Linked DNA regions of Mus musculus: region 1 is linked to region 2. Evidence: chromatin contacts called from public HiChIP or PLAC-seq data. All regions are on one chromosome and are shown on one strand. The core of a region is the stretch at or near the end of the contact, and the rest is flanking DNA. Distances in the headings are between cores, read along the strand shown.

What was found. HiChIP or PLAC-seq counts read pairs in DNA pulled down with a chosen protein or histone mark.
Region 1: an H3K4me3 HiChIP or PLAC-seq map of bone marrow-derived macrophages shows a contact between it and region 2, with 5 times the contacts expected there. The contact joins two enhancer-like sites. A contact is called at or near these places in 1 of 115 datasets of contacts at active chromatin or transcription factors (bone marrow-derived macrophages) and 1 of 9 other capture datasets (adipose tissue).

The regions. Positions count from the first base shown.
Region 1 is chr10:44,008,925-44,015,285 of GRCm38.p6, forward strand. The region is part of intron 2 of Crybg1 (crystallin beta-gamma domain containing 1); the gene reads right to left. Among named protein-coding and RNA genes, the nearest start is that of Gm40636, 44 kb to the left of the region's middle. Within about 2 kb of position 2,702, at least 12 of the 459 cell types and tissues checked have an H3K27ac peak or open chromatin away from gene starts, as enhancers often do. A contact at or near this core is called in bone marrow-derived macrophages, where this site is marked.
Region 2 is chr10:43,663,207-43,669,505 of GRCm38.p6, forward strand. No RefSeq gene overlaps it. Among named protein-coding and RNA genes, the nearest start is that of Gm34481, 7.5 kb to the left of the region's middle. Within about 2 kb of position 4,910, at least 90 of the 459 cell types and tissues checked have an H3K27ac peak or open chromatin away from gene starts, as enhancers often do. A contact at or near this core is called in bone marrow-derived macrophages, where this site is marked.

The DNA of each region.
Region 1 (6,361 bases), core at 1,452-3,951, 340 kb after region 2:
AGTCTGTTCCAGAGGTGGCATGGACCTGTTTTAGAGTGTTCTTTTTGGTTAATATTCAGTGGAGCTCATCAGGGGAGGGACCTTAGACTTATCCACAACAAGGTCACAGTCCAGCAGTGTGGAGAAACCAGGGTGGCCATGGCTAAAATGCTGTGATGTGAAACTCAGCCCTTTTGGTGTGGCAGCAAAGTGCCCCTTAGTAAATGGCACCCTGTGCTGCTGTAAACCTGATGTTGCCCCATTGCCTCATTTGACAGGTAGCCAAAGACCAGAACATTCAGGATAAACAGTCAACTAACTGCAGTCTGCCCAAAACAGACGTACAAGCATGCAAAACTACTTTTACTTTTGTTGAGATTACTAATTGGAGTCGTTGACATCAACTTTAAAGTAATTTACCTAAAAATCATGTTTAAAGGCTGAGAAAATTGTGTTGAACACATTACTTGAAAGCGTGCCAACATTTAAAAGTCATTCATAAATGTCTACTTTTCGTGTCCTACATAAGGTGAGCCCCTCATCAGAAGGAAGCATTCCTAGTCTACATGTCTAGCCACTAGCACAGGGGTCTCCGGACTGAGCATCTATTGCTTCTAACAACCCTGGGCACCTGATCGGTACCAGTTTCAAGGAGGTACCAACGTTTGTGCTTGAGGATGACTGGAAACATGGCTGAGGTCTGACAAACAGAATCAGAATCTTTTATGCCCAAGACTTAGTGTGGTCAAGAATTCCATCTGCCAGAGAGGGGGGGGGGTGTGTCTGCAAATCGGCGCAGCCACCAGCTGATAAGCTGCTTCAGTTTGCCTGCCCGTTCCTGGCCCAACTCTGACTCAAGAAAGCCCACTGAGACCTTTCATGTCCTTACCTCTGGTCCCTTCTAGAATGTGGTCACCCATGTACAAGAACAACTGTTAAAAAACAAACAAATGTGATTTTTGAAGTGCTTAGTTTGTTAATTTTTGAATGAAATCTTCCTTCAGCCTGAGGAAGGAACAATTGAAATGGTGTTATAAATGAAACGGTCAGCTAGGTTACTGTATAATGCCTTAGGATCATAGCGTATGCTTTCAGGGTTGGCATTTGTTCTGGTCAAATACTTTTTTCTTAATTAAATATATATATTACATATATATGTATATATCATATCCTTAATGTATGGCTTAAAAATAGGGAAGTTAAATATTTTTATTATTTATTTATTTTGCTACACTGGGAATTGAATCTGGGGCCCTGTCAATGTCTGGGCCTCTGAGCTATACTGTCCTTCAAAATATAGGTTTAAGCTACTTTAGTCTTCAATTATCAAAGTTTTAAAAAGTTTAAAAGTTCCTTCAGTAAAAGTCAGTCATATCTAGGACTCAGGAAGTTCCTCGACTTTCCCAGCAAGCATGAAGCACTGGGTCTTGTCCCCAGCACTGACACAAAGAGTGGACTTAGTGGCTGGTGACTGTTATCCCAGCACTTGGGAAGTACAGGTTGAAACCCAGGGGTTCTAGGTCATCCTTGGTTACACACAGAGTTTGAGGCAAGCCCTGGGTAAATGAGACCCTCTCAGTTATTCTGAAAGTGAGAAATATCTTAGAACCATGTGACAGCTAACTAAAGAACAGATGGGGGGAGCCAGGGATGGAGAAAGAAAAGAAATAGTTCACAACTGGAGAGAAAAATCTCAGAGAGCTAGGTTGTGGGAGAGAAATACACAAAAACCAAGAAAGATTTTTCATTCTTTTGATTGCTATTTGGTTTCAACATAGGATATCACTAAGTAGCCCTGGCTGGCCCAGTACTTGATATGAATTCTGTAGTTCAGCACAATTTCAATTAAAATTAAAATTCCGTTCCTTCACACTAAGCGTACAGCTGCATATCATCTCAGTACAGCTTCAGAGACGGGAAATTACATTCAAGGGAGGGTCCAGACATGGTTCTCACAGACCTCAGACAGACCTGGCTCCTTATTAGATATAAACTACCACTCACCTATCATGCATCTTGCCTTTTGATGCTCCTGCTAATGTAGGTATACAGATTGATGCAAAGAAAGGAAATGTTCACCACGTAAGTGGGCCTATCAAGTACTGATCTTTTTCATTTTAAATTTAATGTGTTTCTATTATATATAATCCACTTTCTGTCCTCAAGATAGATTCTTAATTGTTTAGCCATTTCTGGGGCGAGGGTGCTTGTTTGCTTTGTTTTAATGGCTTTTGTTTGTTTGGATTGGTTGGGTTTTGCTGTTCTGTTTTTTTTTTGAGGTGATGTTTCACTGTATTGCCAAGGTTGGCCTCGGGCTCAAGGGCTCCTTCTGCCTTAGCTTCTGCAGCATCTGGAACTACAGTTAGAGACCCTTTAGTGGTTCAGAGATGAACAGAGATGCTCTGTTTTTACATTTGAGCTATGACAGCAGTTTCTCCCAAGGCTGTTACAGACGGCAACAGGCACCGGTCAGTGGGAGGCAGTCCTGGAATAGAGAAGCTCGTGGAGTTGTTCCATGTGACAGCTCTTGATCTATAGTCCAATTCAAATGGTGCAACAGGTGGCACACTTGGCCTCTGGGTCTTCCCTCCATCATCTCTCCGCCAAGGATCCCTGGGTGGGGCTCTTGCTTGCTCGATAGCTCGGCTCTCTCTAACATTTGCCACTGCTTCTATTATCCCTTCCGTGTCTGCTAACCCTTCCTCTTGTGCTTTTCACCACTGTGTTCCCTTCACTTCCTCCTCCGTGTTATTACGAAAAAAGTCACGAGAGTCAAACAGCACCACAACCTATCATGTAAAATCAGTTGTACTATTCTGTAAAAAAGAGTGACAGAGCCTCTGGTTCATGTCTCTTTTCTTTAATTCCCATACTTAGTGATGTCCAAAATAGTGGTGTTCCTGATTATAAAAAGCTTTCATTTCGAAAGGGTTAAATGTCCACCCTTCTGAAGAGTTTCTTTTTTTTTTTTTTTTTTGGGAGACAGGGTTTCTGTCCTGGAACTCACTTTGTAGACCAGGCTGGCCTCGAACTCAGAAGTCCGCCTGCCTCTGCCTCCGGAGTGCTGGGATTAAAGGCGTGTGAAGAGTTTCTTTTAAAAGGCAGATTCCCTGTGCGGGATGCAAGGCAATGCAAGAGCACTTGTCTGGAAGCTCCGGATCCTGGTTCCATCCTTAGCACTTCCCCCAAAGGCACCTTAGGGCAGCTGGCAGAAGAATTGCTATGAAGCACTACAGTCATAATATGCCACTACGGGGCACGGAGGCATACCCCCGAAAGCATGGAGGCATCGGAGGCATACCCGCAAAGGCATCTTAGTCAGCACACATCTCACAGACGCTCATTTATGATAGAGTTTATTCCATAGCAAAGAAGGAGACAGATGGAACAGGAAACCACATTAAGTGAAGCAAGCCAGACATAGATAGACAAATATTTATATGCATCCTCTCAAATGTGGAATCCAGATTTGATGACATGAAAGTCATGGGGTCCATCTAGGAGTAAAGGTAGATTATGAGCAGTATAATGCTAAACCTATCATATATTAAGATGTTGAGACAAAGCCCATTATTTCAAACTCTGACTAAAAAATTAACGGCAAATCAAAAACAGATTTCCAGTTTCAGGAAAGAATTTTCTTCAGATCATTTGTTTAGTTGGTTGGCCCTCATTTTTTGCTACACAGCCCTAAACTTCTGGTCCTTCTGCCTTCATATCCGGAGTATTGGGATTACAGGTGTTTGCTATCTCACGTGACTTAGATCATTACTTTTTTACAGAGCCGGAGTGAAATCTCAGTTTTTAAAGCCATCAACACTTTTGTTTGAGACAGGATCTCACCCTTTAGCTCAGGCTGGCTTGGAACTCACTAAATAGTTGGCCTCAAATTTTTGGCAGTCCTCCTACCTTAGCCTAGGAAGTGCTGGGATTACAGGCATGGGCAACCATACCTGATTAAGCCACTAACACCTGATCAATTGAAAGAAGACGTTTTGAATTATGAAATAATTTTCTCATTAATTTCGTGAATAACAATTGACCATCCATCCACTTTATGCCATAAGTTTCTCTTTACCTTATAAAGGTGAGCAACAGTCCAAAGAGATTAGTTTTCCTAAACACACTCAGACTTTCTAAATGTTGGCTCCATACTTTTCCCAGGTCGTGCACTGTAGTCCTTTGTTAGAGACGAGTCTTTGCTGTATGGCCTGATGCATGTCAGCTAAGCCACTGGGCTGGCTGCACTGCATGCTTCCCACCTGTGTGCCTTGCTTGTCCCTAGACCTGGCTGTGCAGCAATGGCTGGGATGGAGTAGCTGGCAGGCCAGCCCACTCTTGGGATGGAGTTCTTCTACAACTGTAAAGTGTAAAGTGTGTTCCGGGTATGGCGGCTGGCTCACCCCACTTTGCCCTTGTGTGTGTGTCTTACCCCAACCATAATGAAACACAGAAACTGAACCCCTTGCCTTTTAATTTTAATTAGGTTTGAGCAGTGGGAGGCACATACAGGGGTGCAAAGGGAGGGACTAGGATGGGGTAACGGATTCTCCTCTCCCCTAGTTAGGCCTCGAGTTGAGGATCTGGCCTTGACCATGGCTTCCTCCTCCTCTTGCCCTCTCAGGCCCACTAGAGAAAGGGTTGGACTAGGGCCAGCCAAATGCTCACTAGTCCTGGCCAGAGGTCAACAAGGGTATGTGGAGCTGAAGTAGATATAACCTTGAGAATTTCCTTTAAGGAAAAATGCAGCAGGTGTGGTCATCTAGTGTAGTATGCCTTCTAGGCGGAAGCAGGGGAATTGTGAGTTCCAGCAGTCTCGAAATATCAACACAAACAATAAAGAGAAAGGACAAGAGGATTGAAGGTAGGAAGGGAGGAGGGAGGGAAGAGGGAGAAAAGAAAAAGAGATGCAGAATTCTGGATTGCAGACTAACACACACAACTGGAAGAGGCAGGGGAAGAACATTGTTGAGAGCCCGTGGTTCCCAACCTCACCCACTTTGTCATGACCTTTCACGGCTTTCTTCAATTACACAAGTCAGCATGCTCCCAGGGCTGGGACCTCAATTCTGTGTCGCTTGCTAGAAGTAGCAGATAACCCAAAACATCTCCTTTCAACTAAGCAGTTTCCCAGATATTTCCTTTTTCTCACAAAGATAACTGTCAGGCTGAATAAATTTGCTTTGCAATTGAGACGTGCAATCATAATTTGGTGATTTTTCCCCCCTTGTGCACAGTGTGTGACTAAAGGAGATAGGGATTTGGCAGATAGTATAGCGGAAGTATTTCTTACCCTGTGCATGTCCTGACTACATAATTAAATGACTAGCCAGTGAAGTTCTAATTAAAGTTTAGCCAGACTGGGAAACAGAACTATGCTCATACAAAGTAGTGGGCTCAGTCCTTTTTATTTGGCTCAGAACTGAAAGGTGTGTTCTTTATATACTTTTAAAAGGAATGGTCTGGACACAACTCATTCCAAAGATCAAGAGTAATTACAATTCAATAAAGACCCATGGAGTCTCAGAATCGAAGGGTTAAGGGAGCAAGGGCTAGTTCCGGAGCCAGCAATTCATTTCTAAATGACATGAGGGAGATTAGGAATATGCTGGAGCAGAGAGAACAACAGCAAAAGGCCAACCTGGCTCAGCTGCACTCACATTAGACAGGGACAGAGTGGAAGTGTGTGTGTGTGTGTGTGTGTGTGTGTGTGTGTGTGTGTGTGTGTGTGTGTGCTCGAGAGTGTGTATATGTGTGCATGAGTGAGTGTGTATGAATGTGTGTGTATGAATGTGTATGTGTGAGTGTGTGTATGTGTGTGCCCGTGTGTGTGTGTGTATGTGTGTGTGTATGAATGTGTGTTTATGTGTGTGTGTGTGTGTGTGTGCTCGAGAGTGTGTATATGTGTGCATGAGTGAGTGTGTATGAATGTGTGTGTATGAATGTGTATGTGTGAGTGTGTGTATGTGTGTGCCCGTGTGTGTGTGTGTATGTGTGTGTGTATGAATGTGTGTTTATGTGTGTGTGTGTGTGTGTGTGTGTGTGTGCTCGAGAGTGTGTATATGTGTGCATGAGTGAGTGTGTATGAATGTGTGTGTATGAATGTGTATGTGTGAGTGTGTGTATGTGTGTGCCCGTGTGTGTGTGTGTATGTGTGTGTGTATGAATGTGTGTTTATGTGTGTGTGTGTGTGTGTGTGTGTGTGTGTGTTAGGTGGCAGCCACACAGAGAAACGGACAAGCTCTTTAGACTGCAGGACTGTGGCTTCAGGCTGCTTTTGAGATACCTAGGGAATCTTGAGACCTCCTAACTTAAATGTGCCAGTTTAAGCAGATTTTAAATGTGTCAGAAAATAGTGAAATTTATTCCTAGGAAATGGAAA
Region 2 (6,299 bases), core at 3,660-6,159:
GGTGCTGGTTATATGTGCTTGATGTGGCTTGGCCCAACATTTAATGCAGATCTCCAGGCTGTTAATTGCCTTCATTTCCCAGCATTCTGGATGGAAGAGCAGGTTTTTATTTCATTTCCCTTGAGAGAACGATCCTGTGTGTTTAGTGGTTTTTCTAGAAAGCTGTGGGTGCAGGACCTTCATGCTCCCAACATGAGGTCTTTTAATAAAATTCCAGCTTTCTCTATTTGGTATATTTGGGGGAGTTTAATGTGGGACCCTTTAAATAAATGGCTCTATTAAGTGTATTACCTTATCTCTGCATTCACCCATCTCTCTCCTAGCTGTAGATGGATTTGGACTGACCTTGAGAACCTCATTGTAACTTGATTATTTTTTTGTAAATACTATGTTTCCAAACTGAGTTACATTTTAAGGTACTGACTTCAACATGTCTCCTTTAGGAGGACAGTTCAACCCCTGAGGGTAGCACACATAAGAAGTAGTTCTATTGGGGCCTGGAGAGATGGCTCAGCAGTTAAAAGCACTGACTGTTCCAAGGATCCTGAGTTCAAATCCCAGCAACCACATGGTGGCTCACAATCACCCATAATGAGACCTGATGCCCTCTTCTGATGGGTCTGAAGACAGCTACAGTGTACTTACATATAACAATAAATAAATCTTAAACGAAGGAGAAGGAAAAGGAGAAGAAAGAAGAAGAAGAAGAAGAAGAAGAAGAAGAAGAAGAAGAAGAAGAAGAAGAAGAAGAAGAAGAAGAAGAAGAAGAAGAAGGAGAAGAGGAAAGTTCTATCACAATCTCTGTTGGTAGAGGTTGCTTTCTGGTTTTTTGTCTTTGAGACAGTTTGTCTTCCCAGGCTGTAGCCCAAGGCTGGCCTAGAGCTCATTATGGAGCCAGGCTGGCTTCAACCCCATGGCCTCCTTCCATAGTCCCACTGAGACTACCAGCCTAGCTCCACCACAGATCTGTTCTGGTGAATCAGAGCTGTTGCTCTGGTGGCTTCGGTTTGGTGCTCAGAACTGAGACACTGGGTTTCTCCTTCTATGAGTGTCACACATTGTGCCTAAGAAAGCCTATGCCTGGCTGGGTGAAGCCTTTGGAGTCTGAGAGTCCACGTGGGGGGTCCTCAGAGACACTTCAAAGACCCCCTCAAAGCAGATGGGAGTGTCACATGCTAAGAAGAGTTCTGCAGGAAATTTTGTTCAGATGCCTCTACAATAGGACAGTAGCTGGTGACAGACTTGTTAATATCTTAGAAAGAAACACAGTTCTGGGACTGGTGACTTCAGAGAGGCTGTGAGATGGACAGGGGGAGTCCAGATGAGGAAGACTTCCCCGAGGAAGTCCCTTGGCCGAGCATTGAGAGTGAGGAGGCTCTTGACAGGCTCTTGATGGGGACCCAAAGGACAGCTGTAGAACTTTCAGGACTAGCCCAGAGGGGAGGCTATGAAGGGACTTGGCTTGTGTGATGGAATGGGGTGGGCATTATCAAGAACTTTGTGCTACAGAAGTTGTTCAAATTTAGTGAAAAGCTTATGGAATTGTCAGGAAACCTTTGAGGTTTTGAAAGAGCACACGGGCATCTGTATTTGATGGACAGGTTGAGGAGAAAGGTGTTGCAGTGACTATCCAGAAAACTACCGACGGAGACTATCAGAGCATTTAGGAGGTGCTTGTAACACCCAGATATAAAACTCTAGGAACCTGAGAACAACTAGCAACATTGGGTTGGAAGGAAGGAGACCCATTTAATGAACAGTTATGATGTACCTCTGTGAACTCACTGAATGGCTGGCTAGATAAGAACAAAGAGTCCTGCTTTGGATGACAGAGCACGTGGTGATGTGTGTGACTGAGATAAGATCTATAAGGCAAGGAGCCAGTCTGGGGAACAAAGGGAATGATAAGACCAGGAAATGCCAACGGGTTCAATAGATTCTGTTGGTGTTCTTACAGGGCCTGGGAAGGGCTGAATTTCTCCCACTTTATCTCATTCATGTTGACAGTCTAGTGGTCAGTCCCTTGGAAAGTGCTCTAACTTGAAAACAAGGTCTTTGCATATATAACGAAGCTGAGGTCTTATACGAGGCAGGTCGTGCCTTTACACAAATGGGGAAATTTGAATGCAGAGATAATCATGCACATTGGAGAACATTGTGTGTGGATGGGGGCAGAGACCAGATGGAACCAAGAAACTGCCGGAAGCAAGAACAAGTTGCCAAAGATCTTCCCCCGTTAACTGTCAAGTCCCTGACCTTAGTTTGGGACCTCTGGCCTCTAAAACTGTAGGAATAATTTCATTTTCCTGAGCTATATGATGTATGGTGCATGACACTTTCCTACCACAACCCTTCCTACCAAACACAGTGCCCAGATCTCCTGCTAGAGCTGTCTGGTTCTTTGCTATGCAGACCACGGCCAGAGAGAAGCAGGAGGGTCAACGGGAGAGCCAGTTGTCTACAACAGTATGGTGGGTGTTTGCCATTTCTATCTGTTGGAACCCTGCTCTCAAGGTCGCAATGCCCCTTGACTGGATGGTTCTCTGACCTCAGTACAAAATGGAGGACTCCCATTCTCTGGAGGGCTCCCCTTTCTCTGCCTGACCTTGCCTGGAGAGTATCCCTGAGTACAGACGCCAGGCCTTATCTGAAGAATGACCTTCTGTAGAGCTGTTTAGCTCAGCTCACAAGACCCGGTCTGGCTTCCCGCTCGCCCGCATGATAGTTAGGTACTGTATTGTGACCACCTACACCCCTAAAAGCCCTTGTATACTCTAATCCTGGAACAATCAAGTGCTGTCTCGCTGCAGTGGTCTCTGGAAGTCCATTGGCCACACTCACAGCCATCTAAACCCTGCTCACCGCCTCCACTCCCTTTGTCCTCTCGGGCCAGTGGCCAGTGACCCCCAGGGAGAAGGGAGACCCACACTGTCCAACTGTTATCTCCTCTTTTGGAGAGAGACTTCTCTGCTACTTAATGTTGTGTTGGTGGGACCGAGACTTGTGGTCCCATCTTCCCTCAAGTGTGGATGGAATCTAGCCTCGGTAATGTTGCATTGGGTCCAAATTCTTACAGATCTTTGAGGAATTTTATGGCTCACTCCAGGCAGTATTCCTCAATAGGAGGCAATATTTTTTCCATTTGCCTCTGAGAGTTTGAGTTAGCACTCCATCAAAGGGATATAGTGTAAACAAAACCATAATATCAGATAAGACAGCATATGTGGAATGGGAGCTGAGAGGAGAACAGAGCATGGGGACCCAGAGGGACAAGAAAGGTGGCACCCTGGGGCCCTGCAGAAGGCAAGGGAGAAGAATGGCCTGTGACTCTGCAAGGGAACAGAGAACAAGAAAAGGGTGACATGAACACTCCAATTTTAGTTAAGCAGGGAGTGGAAACGAGGCCATTATTAGATCTGCTATCTGGGTGGCTGTGTTAATGATACATGACTCTATCACCATTACCCCAGGACAGAGCTGCTCAAAACCTCACATGTCTGTAATTCTCACAGACACTGGGGGTCAGGCATCAGAAGCAGCTCCGGCTGAGGCCTCTCACGGGGGAGGGTGTGGGTGTGGGCGTGGTCCAGCTGTCACTCAAGTTAGGGTGCATTTCTAATATGTCTAGTGGAGGAGACTTCAGTTCTCCCTCTGTGTGCTCTAACTCCATGCAAGTAAGCCAAGAAAGAGATGCAGTGTACTCTAACGTAAGTAAAGTAAAGATGGGAGGTGATAACCCACCATGTGCGCCAAGCCGCACATGAAGAAGTGAGTCCTAGTGGGTCCCCACTTCCCTAGAAGTGGGTCACTAAGTATGTCCGACTCCCCGTGGGAATGGAAACCATCTCCTTAAAAAAGTATCAACATTTACAGAGATATATTCAGAACCGGCTCAAAATCTTGGGTAGTTTCTGCCAGAGCCGTGATAGAGAAGGATGAAGTGAGGCACGCCCCCTTTCTAGAACCGTGCCTCTGAAGAAACCGGGGAGGAAGCGTAGAGACAGTTTTAAAATCTCCCATGACTTTCACTTGTTAACACAGGGCCTACACTGTATAGATTTACAGTTAGCTAACCGCTAACAGGTAGGAGACAATGGGCCCAAAGGTGTTGAACTAGCCCTGCACATTCCTGCGGACACGGGAAGGGACTCATACAATCTATCTGATTCGCATTGTATCGACCGTAGAGGAGAGCGCCGCAGTCGCCGCGACTCCCTTGGGATCTAGGGCTCACTGTTGGGTGGGGTCTGCCACCACGACGGCCCTGTTACCTAGGAGGGGCTGCTAAGCAAACAGAGCCCTGTTTTATAAGTGGAGCTGCGCATGGGGACCTCAATGGAAGAGGAATAAAGATTCACATGTGAGAGAGGGGAAGGGCAGCCGGAAGCGGGGCTGATGAAGATGAAGAGGCGCTAGGACCTGCACTTTGGTTCCACTATAAACGGGAGGAGTGGGCTTTACTTTACCAATTTTGAAACGGAAGAAACGAGCGTGCGTGTAAAATGCTGGCCAATTATAGATCTCTTCAGCAAAATTAATAATAAAGCCTAAGGGAGACATTTTAGGTAGTGGTGTGAGGGTGTGGGCTCAGTCCACCTTCTGGGAGCTGAGTCACTTCCCAACTCAGCTATCTGATGGTTTCACAAGGGTAGGCTGAACCTGACCATGGCAACCGTGTTTGCCGTAGGAAAAAGCAACCCGCTTTAGTAGTTTTGCCGAACGGAGATAGCTTTATTTCTAAACACATTTAGCAGTGGACTACTTGTTCCCGTGCAGATGTGGGGTGAAGTGTCCGTTAAAGCTATTGCTCACTGATGAGACAGTGGACGTCCAGATGCGGGGGAGTGGCACAGAGGGGATGGGCCGGAGTTCCAGTGACCAGATAGTGAGTTCCTCTTCTGTAGATTCTAGGGGTATAATTTCCTCTTTCCTCCTGTCTTGTCTAATTGCCTCATATGCAGGCTAAGGTTGTGGTATGAGACTCGTGGGAGGGGTGAGGAAGTAGCTATTCAGGGAGAGAGCAAAAATATCCAGTGTATTTTATACATTTATATTTCTAGACTTTGCTGATTTTTTTTCCTTTTTCTTTTTGCTTTGCCTATTTAAATTTTACAAGTGCTAAGACGATATTATCAGAACCAAAAGACCTTTATAACTACACTCAACTGTAAGGTTCCCTCACTTCTACCCCACCCATGGCGATCTTCAGCCTGAATCACATGATTTCAGTTCCTTGATTTCTTTTTTTTTATTGCAATTATTCCTAAAACATATGTCAGTTTTAATTGCAGCTGCCTGTGATATTACGGAAAGAGGGCTGGTAATGCTTTCCAGCTTTTTGTGTACTGAACTCTTGGTTTTGATCCAACCGCTTGACTCGTTCATTTCCCCTGCTGTCAAAATGTTTTTACCAAAGGTGTTTTGTACGTTTTAGTCACAACTTCTTTAAATGTTTAAAACAAAAATATAGAGCCAGGCATAGAAGTCCATATTCCTCTTTCCAGAGCTCATTGAAAGATAGGCCCGGCATGAAGACACACCCCCAGTCTGAGACACACAGCTAATACTGTCTCAAAATAAAACTTCAATTTAATGTAATCAGACAAAGGATACCAGGTTTATCTGCAGACTGTTAAAAGACAGTTTATATAGTACTTGTGTAGGGAGTAAGTTCGTTATCCTGTGTCATCTTTATAGGTTGTTTTTTTCAGCATCGGTACCTTAAAGCACTTTCTCCTCTCTGACTTCTAATTCAGAAGTCAAACTTTACTTACCAAACATAGTTTGAAGGGCAATAAAACATTCTTCATGAAAGGCATAGAGTTTACATAGTAAGGTTAGCAAAGATTCCTTCAAGTTTCCAGTTTGTAAATCTTTGCAAAGCATTATCTCAGAGCAACTGAACATTCAGTAATTTATCTGTCTTTTATCTACAGAAGTCCCCCAAGCTCCAACCAAACCTAAGGCGGTAAATGGTTCTGGCTTTGGGAATTGCTCATGTGTTGTAACCTTTTGATTTGTCAGGTGCCATTTGTCTTTTGCTAAGGTAGCACAGGGATGTTCATCCTCATTTGGAATCCAAGCCAGCATTTGGCAAAGTTTATACAAACCATTGCTGAAGAAACAGTGTCTGGTAACTATGGCAGTGATGAGTCTCTCTGGAAGAACTTTCTGGGGCCAAGGACAACCCCCTTAGTCTTGGCCAGAAATCCTCATTACCTTAGCCAGGAAAGGCCTGTCCCTTCCCGGGGGTAAGGTGGGGGATGGGAGGGAGGGAACAGGTGAGGCAGCAGCCCTGT